2 separate regions of the Pan troglodytes genome follow, and region 2 is linked to region 1. The links are chromatin contacts, called in public Hi-C maps. All regions are on one chromosome and are shown on one strand. Each heading gives the region's core, a stretch centred on a gene start, on an enhancer-like site or on the middle of the called end of the contact. The rest is flanking DNA. Distances are from core to core; before and after follow the strand shown. Region 1 has its middle 380 kb from the start of FUT10. Region 2 overlaps FUT10 (fucosyltransferase 10).

Region 1 (4,499 bases), core at 561-3,060:
AGGGAAGAAGTCATTATTCTTCCTGAAACTGGGCATCACAGAATTTAAAGCTTTCTGGGTAGGCTGCTATATATCACATTGCAACTCAAAGATCACCAGGACAGAAGGTTCAGAAACTTCCTTTTCACCTAATCCAAGTCTCTCATTTGTTCAGAGTTTGTCTAAATCCTATGAGTCTATCATTAATAAAGATAGAGGCTGGATTCGGTCAATTTTGCATAGATCTTAATCTAGCATAGGTTTCTTGTTAGTCTTTTCTTGTGGTTCCTATATGCCAAATCCAATTATCCTAAATGCAAATAAAGCAAACTTCGCTTTAATAAAAGTGATCCCAAAACATATTCCTAGAGCATTAGACTCTACTGTAGAAAATTGCATGAAATTTCAGAATCAAGATAAATTCACATGATCTTTGGAGTTCCTTATGATGGAACGTGACCCAAAAATCTCAACTCTTTAGTTCTAGGCTTCCTCCAGCAGCACATCCAATTTTGATGTACTGAGTCCTTTAAAGGCCATCAAGGTGACTGTAAGTTGCTGCATTTGTCACGGAATACTTTCACTGGGAGAGAAGCACATATTACCATATCACACGTAACAACTCTACATCTCAAGCTACCCTTACCACAGGCAGAGTCAATCTTAGAAAAATCTAAAGAAGCTCCTATTTGAAAATGGAAAAACAAAAAAAGATCAAGCAGTGTAGCTTCTACCTTTCCAATTATTCAGCTAAGTGATTCTCTCCATCTCCTCCAAGCTTCCTACATTGCAGCTGTTTCCAAAACTCAAATCTATTCTCAAAATGAAGTGGCACCATTGTCTGGGGTAAGTACCCAGGGTTCATTGTCTGGCACCAAGAAGATTAAGGACACAGACACATGTGGGTGGGTTAAGGAGTAGAAAGTTTAATAGGCAGAAGAAAGGAGAGAGAAGAGCAGAGAGATATGTCCAAAAGGGAAAAGCCAGCCTGCGGCAAACTGCAACAGATTTTATAGGCAGGCTTCAGGAGGCAGTGTCTGATTTATGTAGGGCCCAGATTTGTTCAACCAGGTGTGACTTTTACAGAGCTTGCAGGAAAGGCCAGTTGCCCCACCCTAATCCTATTATACAAATGGGCTTTCCACTTGGCCAGCCCATCTTGTCTGCTCCTTACTGTACACGTGGCTGGCAAGGAGAAAGGGAAGGTGGAGCTGCCATTTTGATCATGCCTAATCCCAGGTAGCCTTTTTCTACTGGCACAACTGCCGGCATTCACCCATGCAAGCTTCTAGCTTACTTGTCAATGTCTGTGGCTCCACTCTACAGGCTGCTCTTTGAAAAAGAAGAAAATGATTTTGGGGCTGATTTTCAGTAAAAGAAAAACCTTGCCAAGGACTTCCTTACCCTCACTATCTGCCTAAATAATTTCTTTTTAAATCCTATATCAAAAAGACAAGAATTATCAAGATTCATCAAGAAGTGTTCTGAAAAGAGTTATGGAGTATGTGCCATTCTGTTATGCTTGTTGATGTTTTTAAAGTGAATCACATCACATCATAGTCTCACTTTGTGTCCATGACAGTATTATTCCACGATAAGTAGTTCTGTATTTGAAAAGTTAAAAGTACACCCTTCAGACATCTACCTACTTGATGGTAGATTTTGTCTTACCTGCCTGGGCATGTTGTACTGAATTAAGGTCACAGTTACATAAATAACATTCCAAACATTTTTCTCCAACTGAATTAAAAGGGGCAGTTATAGCTTCTCCCTTTCCTATTGGTTAGCAACTCTGACCAGGGCCCGGGAGAGCTCTCCAGTCCTAGAATAGAGCAGTTGCTATTCACATGATCTCTGTGAAGGCGTGACTCCCTCCCCTCTACCTCTCTGCACCCCTGCCCCTTAGTCAGCATGACTCAACACTTGTAAACTAGGCAATATGACTGAGAACTTTCTACTTGAACTTTGATTTCAGTAGAGTGGCATGTCTTAAAATGTTGACCATTTACTCATTAACTGGCAAGACAGAATTCCCCAAACTGTGAGGTAAAGTTTGAAGCTAAAATTTTAACACTGGAAGATTGTGTTAATTCTCTCAGGTTTCCTGAGGTCTATGAGATTTTGACTCTAGGTAATGAGATTATGATACATTATGTCTTTGGGGTATTTTTTCTTCTTTCCCAAGACTCCCTAGCTATTGGAAAGTAATCTCTTCCTTGTTAGGCATGTCCACTTATAAAAATCATAAAATAATTGTTGATGAAGTATCTACTATTTCACCACTGTAAAGAGAGCCATTTGAAACCTATTAGGCAAGTGTCTCAAGCCTGTAATAAGAATATTCAAAGTATGAGGACAGGACATGAGCTGTGCTGACAGCTGAAGGTGCCAGTATATGTACTGAAGAAGGCATTTCCACCCATGACTCCAAGTGGCACCCATAGATTACTTTACTCTGAAAAGTATGAGCTTCTGATTTGGGTGTGTTCTTTCTTCCTCAAGGGATTAAAGAGAGGTAAAAGAGGTAAAGTGTCTCATTCTTTTCTCTTTTTTTTTTCTTTGAGATAGAGTCTCGCTCTGTCACCCAGGCTGGAGTGCAGTGGTGTGATCTCGGCTCACTGCAACCTCTGCCTCCTGGATTCAAGTGATTCTCCTTCCTCAGCCTCCTGAGTAGCTGGGATTACTGGTGTGTGCCACCCTTCCTGCCTAATTTTTTATATTTTTTAGCAAATTTTTTATATATTTTTAGCAAAGACCAGGTTTTGCCATGTTGGCCAGACTGGTCTCAAATGATTCACCTGCCTCAGCCTCCCAAAGCGTTGAGATTACAGGTGTGAGCCACTGCGCCCGGCCAAGTGTCTCCTTCTGTAATATAAAAGTGAGTAAAGTGAACAGGAAGAGGTGGGAATGTGCAGAGGGATGAATGAAGTGTTAGAATAAAACAGAAAAGCCAGTTTTTTGGGGGTGGATAAATGCTTAGCATCCCTGTCAAAAGTCCTGGCTCTAAGTTCAGTTAGTTCCTGTCATAAAAATTAATAAGAATAATCCTTATATTATTTGTTATTATGATCTAAATTCCATTCATTTAAGTGTTCTGTTGCCAATAGCAATCCCAAAGAGGTGACAGAATAAGTGACCCTCTGAGTTAAACCTAAAATTATTTCATCATTGTCATTCTACCCAGCTTTTTTCAAAGCCATGTTTAATGCTGTCGTTGACATACTTATCTAAGCTTTTTTTGGAATCCACTTATCTCAAAGAAGTTAGGTAATTCAATTGAGTACAAAAATATGTTTAGTTTTCTTGATAAAGTATCTTTGACTTTTTGTTCTTCTGAGAGTCCTGTCCATTTGCTGTAGTTTAATTCTTTCCTTAAAGAGGCAATTGCTTTTGAGTGAGGGCTAAAGTAAATCTGTCCCTAGATGGCTTTATGTAGTTGCTACCTTTAGCTTATATTCAAACAAATAGGAAAAGACAACTTTTTCAAAGATAGTGCTATGTCACTAACTTCCATTTACTAATATCTTTAATTAGTATTTAACTGGTGAAGAAATGGCTAGTTAAAACAATTCCAACAGGCTTGTAATGCCATCTAGTGGACAGTCTTCAAAATATCCCACGGGCCATTTTCTTTCTAAGTGATCATCAAAGTCTTTATTCTTCAGGATGTAGCCAAGCTACTAGCTAATAATTATTGGCTGGGATCACTGAACTCACTGAAAAATCTCTAATAGTATTTCTAACATTGATGCAATCTTGGGGAAAATTAAGGTACCACCTGTGTGCCTTGGGCTCTTCATCCATTCAATTGATGGAGCTAAGCCTTTGGAATAAAGTATAGCTGCCCAAAGTGGTGATTCAATGCACTCAGTTCATCCTCATAGATACCATATCATGTATCTCTTGCCTGCTATGTGAGGGATTTAAGTATAATTGCTCAGTTCTCTTGAGTAATAAGTTTAAGTAATAAATGACATTTGTGATTTTTTTTTACTATAGAAGAATTTTAACAATTTTACATACTTCTAATAGCTACTTTGTGTAGAATGTACTCATTTTACACATGAGGGAATTAAGGTTAATGAAAACTAAGTGACTTGAGCAGAGTCAGATGCATATTAAATTCAACTATAGATTTTCAAAATCTAAGTTCATTGACTTTCAATAAGCCAGTACCATATGGAAAGAATGGTACTTCATCACAAAGGAGAGCATTTCTCAGAAATGCAGAGAGGATTGAACATATACTCACCTATTAATGTGATTCACTGCTTCAGCACACACGAAAGGAAAGAATGCCTGGTTATCTCAATAGATGCTTAAAAAGCATTTGATAAAATTTGACCCCGTTCTTGATAATAATAAAGTCTTGGTAGTAAAAGGATGCTACCATAATGTGATAAAGATCATATACAAGAATCCTACAACAATCCTCATGTATACTGATGAAACATAATTGTTTCCAATTACATTCAGTAATAGGGTTAGTATTTCTATTATCACTATGAATTAAACAATGT
Region 2 (4,499 bases), core at 808-3,307, 330 kb after region 1:
ATAGTTATATTCCAGGTCAGAAATCCATTTTTTTTAGACAAGGTGTTGCTCTGTTGCCCAAGATGGAGTGGCACGATCTCGGCTCACTTCAACCTCCGCCTCCCAGGCAGCCTCAAGCAATGCTCCCACCTCAGCCCCCCGAGTAGCTGGAACTACAGGCATGCCTGGATAATTCTTTGTATTTTTTGTAAAGACGGGGTCTTGCCAAGTTGCCCAGGCTGGTCTTGAACTCCTGGACTCAAGTAGTCCACCTACCTTGGCCTCCCAAAGTGCCGGGATTACAAGTGTGACCCACGATTCAGAAATTCTTTAACTCACTTTATGGCGCTTCTCATTTTGGCTTATGATCCAGGAGCAGAGATCCTATTCCCTATGCTGGTATTCACTTGATTAACACTTTGACCAAAAACCCTCCCCATAAGTTTGTATCCTTGATATAAAATCAAGATGACAATTCTTACAATTTTTTTTTTTTATAAAGGGTCTCACTCTGTCACCCAAGCCATGGTACAGTGGCACAATCATAGCTCACTGCAGCCTTGACCTCCTGGGCTCAAGTGATCCTCCTTCCTCAGCCTCCTGAGTAGATAGGACTACAGGTTCATGCCACTATGCCCAGCTAATATTTCAAATTTGTTGTAGAAATAGGGTCTCACTATGTTGCCCAGGCTAGTCTTGAACTCCTGGGCTTAAGTGATCCTCCTTCCTCCATCTCCCAAAGTGCTGGGATTACAGGTGTGAGCCACCATTCCCAGACCAATTCTTGCAGTTTTTGACCCTCACAGGCATGCCATACAGAACTTGGACATTTCAAATTCTGAGTTATTGTTGACAATCAGAGATTATATGCTGTTAGCCTAAAATGCAACATTTTATATTTACATTAATAAATTTCTCACAGGCCAACAAATCTAAAAATAGGGATAACAGTTCTAGTATAGATTTTGAATCTACCAATATGGCCCATGACTGAGAAGGGTCTATTTCTCTTTAGGCACACCAAGTAAAAAAAAAAAAAAAAAAAAAAAAAGAGCCATTACTGGCCGAGGGTGGTGGCTCCCGCCTGTAATCCTAGCACTATTGAAGGCCGAAGCGGGTGGATCATTTGAGGTTAGGAGTTTGAGACCAGCCTGGCCAACATGGTGAAACCCTATCTCTACTAAAAATACAAAAATTAGCTGGGCATGGTGGTACATGCCTGTAATCCCAGCTACTCAGGAGACTGAGGCAGGAGACTTGCTTGAACCCAGGAGGTGGAGGTTGCAGTGAGCCAAGATCGCACCACTGCACTACAGCCTGGGTGACAGAGAAAGACTCCATTTCAAAAGGAAAAAAAAAAAAACCATTACTAAAATCTTTAAGAAGACACCAGAGTATATGAGAAAGAACATGGGTTTTTAAGCCATGGGAATTAGGGTTAAAAACTGAGTTTAGCCACAATATGATTTGGGCAAATTACTGTAACTCTCTCAGCCATGACCCTCATGTTTCAAATAAGGAAAATACTGGCCATATTGGACTCCTTTGTGCCTGTAACACAGAAGCTACTTAGGAAATGTTAGTTTCCATCCCTCCCTACTTCTTCCCTGTGTCCCGCAGCCCAATCTCATGGTCCTATGTGCTGTGCAATGGATAGGAGCACTACACACCTGCCATGCAGAAGCTTCCAAAATGAAGCTGCTACCAGCAAGAAGTAATTGTTCTCTCCTCTTCCTATACCACATCTGTCTGCATCGTTAGGGCCTTCAGGTATACTGGGGCAGGATGCTTTCCAACCCTCGAAAGGCCTAGAGAGAAGCAGGATGCCCCGCCACGGACTGTGTACCACTCACAGCTGAGATCCCTTTCCAGCTAACTCCCTTTCACTCCATTTTTCTTCTGGATAATCCCTGTTCTTTTGCTTCTTGGATTCCCCTTCGACATTCCACCCTCTCCTCCACTCCTGATTAAACAGCCTGACAAACTAGATTTGCTAACCCAAAAGATAAACTAGAGGCCTCTACTCTGGTAGCTCTCTGCTGCCCCCTCTTGTCGCCAAATGGAACAGGCCACTGCTCTTGCCACAAAAATCTCATTTCAGGTTTCAGGAACGCACAGCACTTACTGAAGTCAGGGCCAGGCACTGTGCTAGGTATTAGAGATTCAACAGTGAGCAAAGTGAGCAAAATCAGAAAATGCCTTGTTCTCATGGAACTTACAGTACAGTGAAAAAGGCAGGCATTAAATAATCTTATTAGTAAGTATAATACCAGAACTCAAAAATGTGATGAAACGCTGAGAGGCCGGGTGCTGGCTCACACCTGTAATCCCAGCACTTTGGGAGGTTCAGAAGGAAGGATGGCTGGAGGTCAAAAGTTCAAGACCAGCCTGGGCAACACAGTGAGACACAATGCCTACAAAAAAATTTTTTAATTAGGGCATGGTGGTACACGCCTCTAGTCCTAATTGGGAAGCTGAGGCAGGAGGATTGCCTGAGCCCAGGAGTTCAAGACTGCAGTGAGCTACAATCATACCACTGCACTCCAGCCTGGGCAAGAGAACAAAACCCTTTCTCTTAAAAAAATAAAAATTAAAAAAATTTTTAAATAAATGCTATGAGAGCCTATAATACAGAATCTGACCTTGTCAGGTCAAAGAAGTCTTCTTGGAGGTGGTGGTTAAGGCTGAAATTGAAGGATGAGTGGAATAAAAAGAAAAAAGGAGGAGAAGGAGAAAGTCCAGAGGGGGAAGCAGCTTGAATATAAGGTCTAGGGTCTAGGTTAGGAGAAGCATGTTGGGATGTTAGAAGGGACCTGAAGAAAATCAGTGTAGCCAGAGGAAGGGGAAGGGTGGAGGAAGGAGCCGCAAAAGGGGCTCAACGGGCCAGGCATGGTGCCTCATGCCTGTAATCCTAGCACTTTTGGAGGCTGAGGCAGGCAGATCACTTGAGGTCAGGAGTTCAACACCAGCCTGGCCAACATGGTGAAACCCCTATCTCTACCAAAAAAATACAAAAATTAGCCAGCCCTGGTGGTGCATGCCTGTGGTCTCAGCTACTCGGGAGGCTGAGGCACAAGAATCACTTGAATGCAGGAGGCATTCAAAGGTTGCAGGGAGCCGAAACAAGAGCGAAACTCCATCTCAAAAAAAAAAAAAAAAAAAAGATTAGTGAATTCACTCTTGTTGCCCAGGCTGGAGTGCAGTGGCACAATCTCGGCTCACTGCAGCCACCACCTCCCGGGTTCAAGCAATTCTCCTGCCTCAGCCTCCTGAGTAACTGGGATTACAGGTGCCTGCCACCATGCCCAGCTAATTTTTTATATTTTCAGTAGAGATGGGGTTTCGCCATGTTGGCCAGGCTTGTTTTGAACTCCTGGCCTCATGTGATCCACCCGCCTGAGCCTCCCAAAGTGGTGGGATTACAGGTGTGAGCCACCATGCCCAGCCTGAAGATCACTTCTTAAAGGGATTATAGATATAAAGTGGACTCTGCCCATATATGAAGTATTACCTATCTCTGTGGTCAGTATTGAATGAGTAGGAAAATGTAAAGTAGTGAAAAATGAGGACTGTCCCAGCTTCATTTTGGTGCTAAATATTTTTAGAAAAGTGTTGACCATAAGCTATGAGGCTCACGGTGACCTTGTCTAAATAGCTGGAGAGACTTTAGGAATGAAAGCACAGTGAAGACACAAAGAAGCTGTAGGAAAAAGTAATTGTTCATTGACAAGCCTACAAAATTTGCTCACCTAGTGCTCTATGTTGCAGAAGAAGTGAAGTATATCTTCTCTGTAACTAATCCAGTTTTTCTCAAGAGTCCCCATCCACTGGGCATACAAAGGTAAAACAACAGATTCAATCCGATCTAAGGCAAAACCTTAAAACTGTGCTCTCAGGTAATTTTCACTCTAAGTAAAAATGGCTGCCTTTCAGATTTCCCAGGTCCTACCTCCCTCCCCAGCTCTCCTCTATGACTACATTTGCCAGGGGAAAGGAGGGCCTGGAAGCCGTGTAATTTCTGTCCTCTGATTTCTCTGACCTCAGAATGCTGAAATCGGCACCTGGTGTCCTTGTGATCTGGCCCTGAAGGACCCTCCCAGGGCCTGGGGAATGTTCCAGTGAGGACTCAGCCCCACTCAGGGCTCACAAGGGTACCCTCTCTGGAATAACCACAAAATTTATGTGTGCCAGTTGTACCATAAATTATACGGTTATTCCAGAGAGTACCAGTGACAGAGAAGTACCAACTGCAGAGAAGCCTAGGACAGCAGGTGAAAGCCAGGCTGCCCTAGGCAAACAAGCATGCAGCCCCCTGCAGAGGAATCACTGCCACACACTCTGCCCAGGCTTTGGCCCAGGTGCTCACTTTACAACTTCACTTTAAGCAGAACATCTAATACGGAAACAAAGGGGCTTGGTGAGCAGCCAGGCATAGTGGCATGCATCTACCATCCCAGCTACTTGAAAGGCAGAGATGGGAGGATCAAGAACAGCCTGGACAACATAGGAGACCTTGTCTC

Evidence for each region. Hi-C and Micro-C count contacts between places; a contact is called where the count stands out from the background.
Region 2: a contact with region 1 is called in a Hi-C map of induced pluripotent stem cells, with 4 times the contacts expected there. The contact joins two enhancer-like sites. A contact is called at or near these places in 4 of 7 Hi-C or Micro-C datasets (blood, induced pluripotent stem cells and stem cell-derived neural progenitor cells).

What each region holds. Positions count from the first base shown.
Region 1 is chr7:41,488,286-41,492,784 of NHGRI_mPanTro3-v2.0_pri, forward strand. No RefSeq gene overlaps it. Among named protein-coding and RNA genes, the nearest start is that of FUT10, 380 kb to the right of the region's middle. Within about 2 kb of position 1,811, at least 2 of the 24 cell types and tissues checked have an H3K27ac peak or open chromatin away from gene starts, as enhancers often do. A contact at or near this core is called in induced pluripotent stem cells, where this site is marked.
Region 2 is chr7:41,816,049-41,820,547 of NHGRI_mPanTro3-v2.0_pri, forward strand. The region is part of intron 3 of FUT10 (fucosyltransferase 10); the gene reads right to left. It also overlaps the pseudogene LOC134810848. Among named protein-coding and RNA genes, the nearest start is that of FUT10, 48 kb to the right of the region's middle. Within about 2 kb of position 2,058, at least 1 of the 24 cell types and tissues checked has an H3K27ac peak or open chromatin away from gene starts, as enhancers often do. A contact at or near this core is called in induced pluripotent stem cells, where this site is marked.